Regions from separate parts of the Sus scrofa genome. Here region 1 is linked to region 2. A link is a contact called in public Hi-C data. All regions are on one chromosome and are shown on one strand. The core of a region is the stretch at or near the end of the contact, and the rest is flanking DNA. Distances in the headings are between cores, read along the strand shown.

What was found. A called contact is a pair of places that touch in the nucleus more often than the background predicts.
Region 1: a contact with region 2 is called in a Hi-C map of epiblast stem cells, with 2.7 times the contacts expected there. The contact joins two enhancer-like sites. A contact is called at or near these places in 5 of 47 Hi-C or Micro-C datasets (embryonic fibroblasts, epiblast stem cells and fetal skeletal muscle).

Annotation. Positions count from the first base shown.
Region 1 is chr11:68,770,287-68,774,293 of Sscrofa11.1, forward strand. No RefSeq gene overlaps it. Among named protein-coding and RNA genes, the nearest start is that of ZIC5, 58 kb to the right of the region's middle. Within about 2 kb of position 2,560, at least 8 of the 83 cell types and tissues checked have an H3K27ac peak or open chromatin away from gene starts, as enhancers often do. A contact at or near this core is called in epiblast stem cells, where this site is marked.
Region 2 is chr11:68,564,913-68,568,921 of Sscrofa11.1, forward strand. All of the region lies in intron 1 of CLYBL (citrate lyase subunit beta-like protein, mitochondrial), which reads left to right. Among named protein-coding and RNA genes, the nearest start is that of CLYBL, 59 kb to the left of the region's middle. Within about 2 kb of position 1,744, at least 16 of the 83 cell types and tissues checked have an H3K27ac peak or open chromatin away from gene starts, as enhancers often do. A contact at or near this core is called in epiblast stem cells, where this site is marked.

The sequences.
Region 1 (4,007 bases), core at 1,310-3,809, 210 kb after region 2:
TTTTACTCTTTTATTTTCTTTCGACAAAACAAAGCTCAGAGAACCCCTTTAAGAAATTTTATACATTCCCACAGAGTCCCAGTTTGTTGACCTTCAGGCCACAGAGTAAAACCTTTCTTTTAAGTCAAGCATTTCCCCATTGGGAAGCGCTCCAGCTTTTTCTTTTTATGAGGAATTTTAACTGCTGGACTTAATTTAATTATTGTATTTTGTACATACTCCCAGAAGCCCCAGGGCATGAGCTTTTCTTTTTTCAAAACTTTCAAATGAATATCTTTAGAAATGCACATTTCTGATGGTAACCTTACTTCTTTCACACGTATTTCTAATCTAAATAGCAAACTTGGATCATTCTGTCTCCTGACACATTCGTGGAGAGGCTTCAAACTCACATGGCTTTGCCAGAGATCCTCAGAATATAGTCATCTGAGTTCTGAGTGTGGGAGCCCAGGTTTCCTAACAAGAAAACAAAAACTGTCTCCAGTTGAACTACATTTTCCAACTTGATGGTTCTGGGCACATAGTCTTCAGTAAGAAGGGTTCCTGGGTTGCAGGCAGTAACGTGCTGGTCCCATGGCTACAGTCCGCCACCATCTGTCCCTATAGTTTCTATGAGATACTTCCCCCAACATCAGCTGCTCCTCGCGGATCCCAGCAGAGGCTCATGTGTGAACACACACACACACACAGTTGTCATCCCATGCTGATGGCAAAGATTCAATATCTTCATTTCTCATCTCTCTTTATCCATAAACATTTTCATTTGAGCCTTCTGATTTTCCCCTGGAAATTAAAAACTTGGACCACATCTTGACTCTCAAAGGTGAAAAATATTTGGGGACAGGGTATTAACTTAAACTCATTTGGCAATATTGGAATGTGGAACAAACATACATTTTCCAAATTCATAAGCTCTGCCCAAAATATTTCATGAGAGTTGGGCCACTTATGAAGTAAGCTTCATTTTAGGACTTGCGAGACCTCTGAATTTAGGAAGATGTTTGTAAGTAGAATTATCTGCTAGGTGAATCTGATTATCTTATGTATTTTAATTTAAAATGTAAAATTGCTAATAAATAAAATTTAAAATTCTAGAAATCACAGCATTTTGGTGCCAAAGAAGGCCTTTCCAGGTCACCTATGCCAAAGATCTGGATGTGGGCTGCATATTCGAATTGCCTGGTGGACGTTTAGTAAATACTCTAGTCTGAACCATCATTTTGCAGATTAAAAAGAGAAACACCCAAACACAACTCTAAAAGTTGCAATATGGCGTTTACATTTGAAGTCTAAGGAATAATACTATAACATGTTTTGGGGACTCCTGGCCAGGCGAAACTTTAAAAAGCAAGCTCACTCAAGTTTCCCTAATTATCCTTTGAGCCACACAAATTGTAAGATTTTTTTTGACTGATTTTTCCCATGTGATATGCTTTCTAATTTTATGCACATTGACATCCCTGACAGATCTTGGAAAAGGCTGGAATAGTCAAAGCCTTGAACTATCTCACATTTAACTTTTTTTCTTTTTTTGGGGAGGGTATTTTTAGGGCCACACCTTCAGCAGATGGAGGTTCCCAAGTTAGGGGCCCAATTGGAGCTGTAGCTACTGGCCTACGTCACAGCCACAGCAACACCAGATCTGAGCTGCATCTTCGACCTACACCACAGCTCCTGGCAACGCGGGATCCTTAACCCACTAAGCAAGGCCAGGGATCCAACCTGCATCCTCATGGATGCTCGTCAGATTTGCTAACTGCTGAGCCACAACGGGAAGTCCTCACATTTGCCTCTTAAAAGACGGTACCCTTGTGTGGATGGCGGCTTTACTTAAAAGTTTGCCCTCTTCACTGGCAGTGTCCTGCTTCATGACTAGTATTCTGTGAATTCATTTTTCTTACATATATTTAAAATACATACATTTGTCCCAGTGTCATCTGACGATCTCAAAACATTTGAACCATGGAGCTTTACCCTGTACCATTTTTATAAAAACAGAACCAAAGAGACAAACAGCAGCTCATCCGAGTGAGTCCCCTGAAGGCGAAGGGAGCTTTGCTACCGTCTCTGACGGCCTCTCCCTCTCGAGGGCAAGGGAGGCCGCGCGAAGAGCAAGGGCTCCTTCTGGTGAGAAGCCTTGGGGCCGGCTGTGTAAACGCTGGCTCTCGCCCGCCTCCCCCAAGACCAGCTCCTCCCTCACCTCTCCCACTCCTCGTCCTCCTTCTCCCCCTTCCCCTCAAGGAGGGCGCGCTGGCGGGTCGCGAGGGGAAAGGAAAGGAAAGGAAAGGGGGCGCTCCAGCCAGAGGACCTCCCGGGAGAGATCCTGGAAGCTTTGATCTCAAGGATTTGCCCTGGGCTGAAAGACCTCTGTTGGCCACTCCTCTAGGATCCTAATAAGGCCAGGACCTGGGATCACAGATGCAAACCCTTTTTAACGCTGCGATGCAGATTAAAGCTGTGGAGCTGCTGCGAGAGACGGTGTGTTAATACGTGGCACCTACGCAGAATGCGTGCAAGGATTCTCTGCTCCAGCGGACGTTAATTGAGTTTCTGTTGTGTGCCTGGGCTAAGTGACGTCACTGCGTCAGTGATGGGCTAAGAGGGAACTCCCGGGCTGGCCCTAGGCCCCTGTATCAGTGGTTCGGTCAGAAACGAAAGCAGCGGGGCGGGGCGGGCCTTTCTTATTCTGCAACCCCCCCCCCATTCTTTTCTAATTACTCTTCCTAATCCTTTACAACAGACATGCAAATTAACCAAGAGCGCTGCTCCAGGTCTGAGACTGGAAAAAGGAATAAAAAGGGAAGAAATCTCAAAGTGTCTTAGAGGTAGATTCTCATGGAGCCATACAAAAAGAATGTTTATAAAAAGATTAAAAAACATTAATGGCAAAGAGAACGGCTGAAAAGCTTGCCCTTGCTTATTTCACTGTCTGCTCCTACTCAGAAAAATGTGTGTTGCCATTTCATTTTGTCGCTGCTTTAAGATAACTAGAGGTAAAGAAAATAAGTCTGGGCAAAAATGAGAACTTGGGTGAGAGCTAAAGTTCATTATTATTATTATATTATTACAAGAGTGGTAAGACACTGGGCCAGAGAAAATTTAAAGTAATCATGTAAGGTTTTTGACAATCAAGCTTTATCTTTTTTGTCTTTTTAGGGCCGCACCCATGGCATATGGAGGTTCCCAGGTAGGGGTCCAATCGGAGCTGAAGCCGCCAGCCTACGCCACAGCCACAGCCACAGCCACGCCAGATCCAAGCCATGTCTGCTACCTACACCACAGCTCACGGCAATGGCGGATCCTTAACCCACTGAGTGAGGCCAGGGATCAAACCCGCGTCCTCCTGGATGCTAGTCGGGTTCGCTAACCACTGGGCCACAACTGGATCTCCTAAATCATTTTTTGGGTGATAACCTCCAAGGCCTGGAATCCACAAGGCTGGTGGCAGCGTGACTGGTACAGTTCTCCTGGGAAGTATTCAGCAATGGGCATCAACAGACTTACTGTCATTTACTTTGTCATCCAGCTGTGCCTTTTACATCTGGATCTGGGCAATTCTATCATCCTAAATATAGAAAAAGCCTCATTCACAAAGACAACTCACAGTCCCGTCATTTAAATTAGAGAGGTATGGGGGCCGTGGGAACCTGATGAAATATTAGCCACAAAGCTTGTTTCTGAAGAGAAAAATAAAAACCTTTTAAGGGATTCCTGTTGTGGCTCAGTGGTCATGGATCCAACTAGTATCTAGGATGACACAGGTTCAATCCCCGGCCCCACTCGGTGGGTTAAGAACCCAGTGTTGCTGTGGCTGTGGCAGAGGCCAGCAGCTACATCTCCAATTCGACCCCTAGCCTGGGAATTTCTATATGCTGCAGGTGTGGCCCTAAAAAGACAAATAAAATTTTTTTAATTTAAAAAAGAACTTCTTCTTTATAAAAAGAAAGAAAGAAACCTTTTCATAGAAAGTTTAAAAACAGACACCAAGCTGTATATGCAGAGTCTGG
Region 2 (4,009 bases), core at 494-2,993:
GGGAGTAGCCAAAGCTTTGTATTTGCCACATCCATCCGTCCCTCCCTCTCTCCCTCTAACCTCTCTGGATCTAATGCGGATAGTAGATAAGTCTATTGTTCTAGTTGAAAACCTCCAAAAATGCCTTCAACACCTCCCACCTTTTTAGTTGCAGTGCTGTATTTTTATTATTCTCCTAAGCACCTTTTTACATGGCAGTAAATCCATTTTTGGAGTAGGTAACACAGGATAACTTGTCGCTCTCTTCAGTCATTTTTGAGGGTGTCAGTAAAGGGAAGGGAAGTTGAGAGGAAAAGAGTCATTAAAAAAAGATAAGTGAAAGAAATATTTTAAAATATTTCTATGAAAAATTATGGGTGAGTAACTCGTAAAGAAATAAAAATCACTTAAGGTTAGCAATTTATTTTATCCAATCATTTTCTATCAAGGGGGCATTTCCGTACGCTGAGATTCGAATGCAAAATGTCTGGGGGTAGGAGGGAGGAAGCATAGGCAGGAAGCCACAATGGATGTTGTCTTTATCAAGGTGCGTGTGGTGTAAAAGCAGAATTGCATCTGAACGTTCTGTAATCTGTTGTGCTGTGTAAAGAAACACATTTCTGTCTGTCAACTGAAATGGATTCTGCTCCTGCCTGGTTCACTTCTCTCTCAGCTGTGTGGACATCTTGGGGAGCGTTTGGAGCGTCCGTCCGTGCAGACGTGCTTCATCTGTGCGCTTCGTAGCTGAGATAACAGTGCTCTGAGCCCCACTGTTAAGGTTAACCTGTACACTGCAGAAGGACAACAGATGGAAATTCTGGTTTGCAGCCACTGCAGAAAAATAAAAACATGTTCCAAAGGGAAAAGGATCTTGTATTTCTGTGTTTGAACCTTTGATCTTCGTTCACATCTGAAGGGAAGGCTAGACCTTTTGGTGGAGACACATGGCTTTGCATCTGTGAAAACACAGCTGTATATAGCAAAACAAAACTGGTGGAAAATACAATGGTTTTGCTGTGTCAGGCTAGCTGCTAATGCTTAAATTCTATACAAATATTGTCTTTTGATAGCTCCTTCAAAAATCCTTCTTGACTTTCTATGTAATTGTTCAGGAATGTTTTATTCTTTTAAATTCAGATTTTGAGCTTTTTGGGATTAAGGCATATGGGTCTCCATCTCCTTACTTTTTAAAAGGCAGTAAACTAATGGATTTTAGTTAAATCATAGTAAATTATCTAATTTTGACCAAATTGTGAAGGGGGGGACAAGGGATGGATAGAAAAAAAATTAGGCCTTTTTTAAAAAGGTAAAGTTCTAACTCGATCCTTGATTCTGAAAAATTTTTTTTTTCTTTTAAGATGATATTGCATGGGCTTTGTGCTGCAAGTTGCATCTGAAAGGCATCTTAAGCGCTCTTGAAACTCAGCTGCTTTGTTTTGAGCAATTAAGGTTGTTATTGAGTGCTTTAAGCAGCTCGGCGTTCCTTCTTCTTTAAATAGTCGTCTTGGGCTAGTTTCTTTATCAGCGTTTCCCAGTAACTAAGCCAAGTTTGTTTCATTAGGAGGCACTTGCCTTGAACCTCCACGTTTCCTCTCAGTCCCAGGCGCGGAGCCCGAGTCTGTGGTCCCCCTTATCCTGCCCCGTACGCTCGGTTTCCTACTATTGAATTGGCAATCGCTTTCCGTCCCTCCCCTTTCCGCTGAGGCTCTGGCCCCTGTAGGCCCTCCCTCCTCAGGGCCGCAGGAGTGGGGTGCAGCGAGGTGGTGGGCCAAGACGAGGATGAGAGTTTGCTGTGCAGCAGAAGGCCGCCCCTGCTCTACACCGGTGTGCCTTGCCTTTCTGCGATGGGGCCCCCGCCAGGGCCCAGCGATTGTGCTGTCACCCTCCGCACCCTCTCCCCCGCCAACAGCTTCATCAGCAAGCGACCCAGCCGACTTTGGCAAGGTGGCTTTCTTTGGGAAAGATCATTTTTGTCAATAATGCTAACAACCTCCAGTGTTGATCATGCGGACGGGAAGAGCCGGAGCCGGCTAACACATCCTTCCACACGCAGACCCAGAAAGTTGCCCCTTTGAAGTGCTGGTTCCCGCCTCACCCTTCCAGGAGGGAAGAGGGGAAAGAAAACAAGCGTGGAGATCTGAAGCCACCGAGGAATGCCGCGCTGAGGGCTTTCCTCGGCATCCCTGCCCCTCTCGAGGTCCTCCCCTCCTTTCAACTCCCTGCCCTTTGAAACTGCGGGGTTCGGGTGGCCAGGCCTCCCAGCCGGGCCTGCTGTAGCCGCAGGCCCTGTCCCCTTCAGCGCCGGCGGTGGGGCGGGGGCCACCTGGAGAAGCGGGGAGCGCGCCCAGCAGATCCTCCCGCAGGGTTGTGGCTGAAGGCTCGATCGGTGGGGAGGAAAGAAAAACCCCCCCCCCCCAAACAGAAAAAGCCCTCCCCCAAGCCCAGACCCTCCTCCACCCTCCACAGCTGCATTTTGTTCCCGGGACTGTTGGTGTCACTAGAGCCTCTTTTTTTGCAGCTTGAGAAGATAGTGTAAGGTCTTGTCAAGCCTATTAATTTTTCAGGCAGAACAGATCAAGCCCGCCTTTGATGCTGCTGTTTCCTAATTTAGTATTCAAAGGTAAAGGATCCTACCTTCTCTTCACTCTTTACATAATTAAAAGAGATTTGTTTTTTTTCCCCCCAGTGGCAAAGAACTAGTCGTGTGTAGTATTTTTTCAAGTAAAAGGTCTAACTTTTTATATAACATCTGTTCTTAGGCTCTTTCCTAAATATAACCAATATTTGCTTTTTGCTGGTACTTAGTTGCATACCATTCACCCTGCATTTTAATTTTTGACAGATGGGGTTATAAACAGTGTTCCCCCCTCCAGCTCATTCCTCTAAGTTTAAATATAGGTATTTCTGTTCTGACAAACTGAGAGTGCAATTAAAAATAAAACGCTAGAATCGTCAGAATATCCTAACTTGTCCGTCACTCTCGATTTTATTTTATGCTGGAGCTTTCTAGAGTTCGCTTAAGTGGACTTTCACAGGTTTCCATCTGCTGTCTTTAATGGCAAATTGTGACCCTCAAAACCACTTCAGGGCCTTTTGTGTTCTTATCTACGCATTTCAATACCTTCTGGGGAAGCGCCTTTGGTTTCACTACATATGCAAAAAGGCTGGCCCGAATTTTTTGACACCCCCCTCTTTATTTGTTGGTGGAGTCTTGTTTTCCATTGTTTGGTTGCTGAAGTTGGCAGAAGTCATTTATTCGCCTTATTCTTTGTTGGAACGAAATCTAAAAACATCCCAGAGTATTTTAAAAATTAATGCATGCTGTTGGAACTGTCCTGTATTAGCATAGTTGTATTTTTCCATCGTAAGGGAGATAATATTTTAAAGGTACTAGGTAGGAGTAGTCACCAGAAGCCAATTAAAATCGCTAGGATTCTATCCACAACCTGCTTGGCGGCATAAACAATTGCTACGTGGAAATAAAGCGGCCGCTCTGTGCGTAGGGCCCTGCTGTACCCGACTGGGCAGTGACTGCAGTCCCTCTGCTAGAAGAACCACAGGGCTGGTTCCTGGGCATTACCATCGCCTGGGTTTTAAAAACTTGATAATAAGGCCACACACAAACAGATTTAAAAAGAAAAAAAAAAAAAAACAAAAAAACAAAAAAACCCATCTCCTTTGCCTATGGAGGGAGAGGAATAGTGACATTATTTTCAGGTGTTTGAGCTTCTTAGCAAGAAGGAACAAATACCGAGATTCCTCAAGAGCTTGGTGTGAAGGGAATAAATCGAGGCACTGTCCTGACCCATCCAGCTTTCTGTAAATGATGTGATTAAAAGGGACATCTGAGAGCAAATTTATGAAGTTGTTATGGCAACTGAAACACTTGGATTGAAATATGTGTGTCTGAAACATGAAAGATTGCTGGAAGCCAGAGAAATAAGCCCGGCATCGTATTTGGGAAAGGCGAGTGAACAGTGGCAGGCAAATATTATTCCTTCGGCGATCGCCATTCAGGGTTACTGCCTCA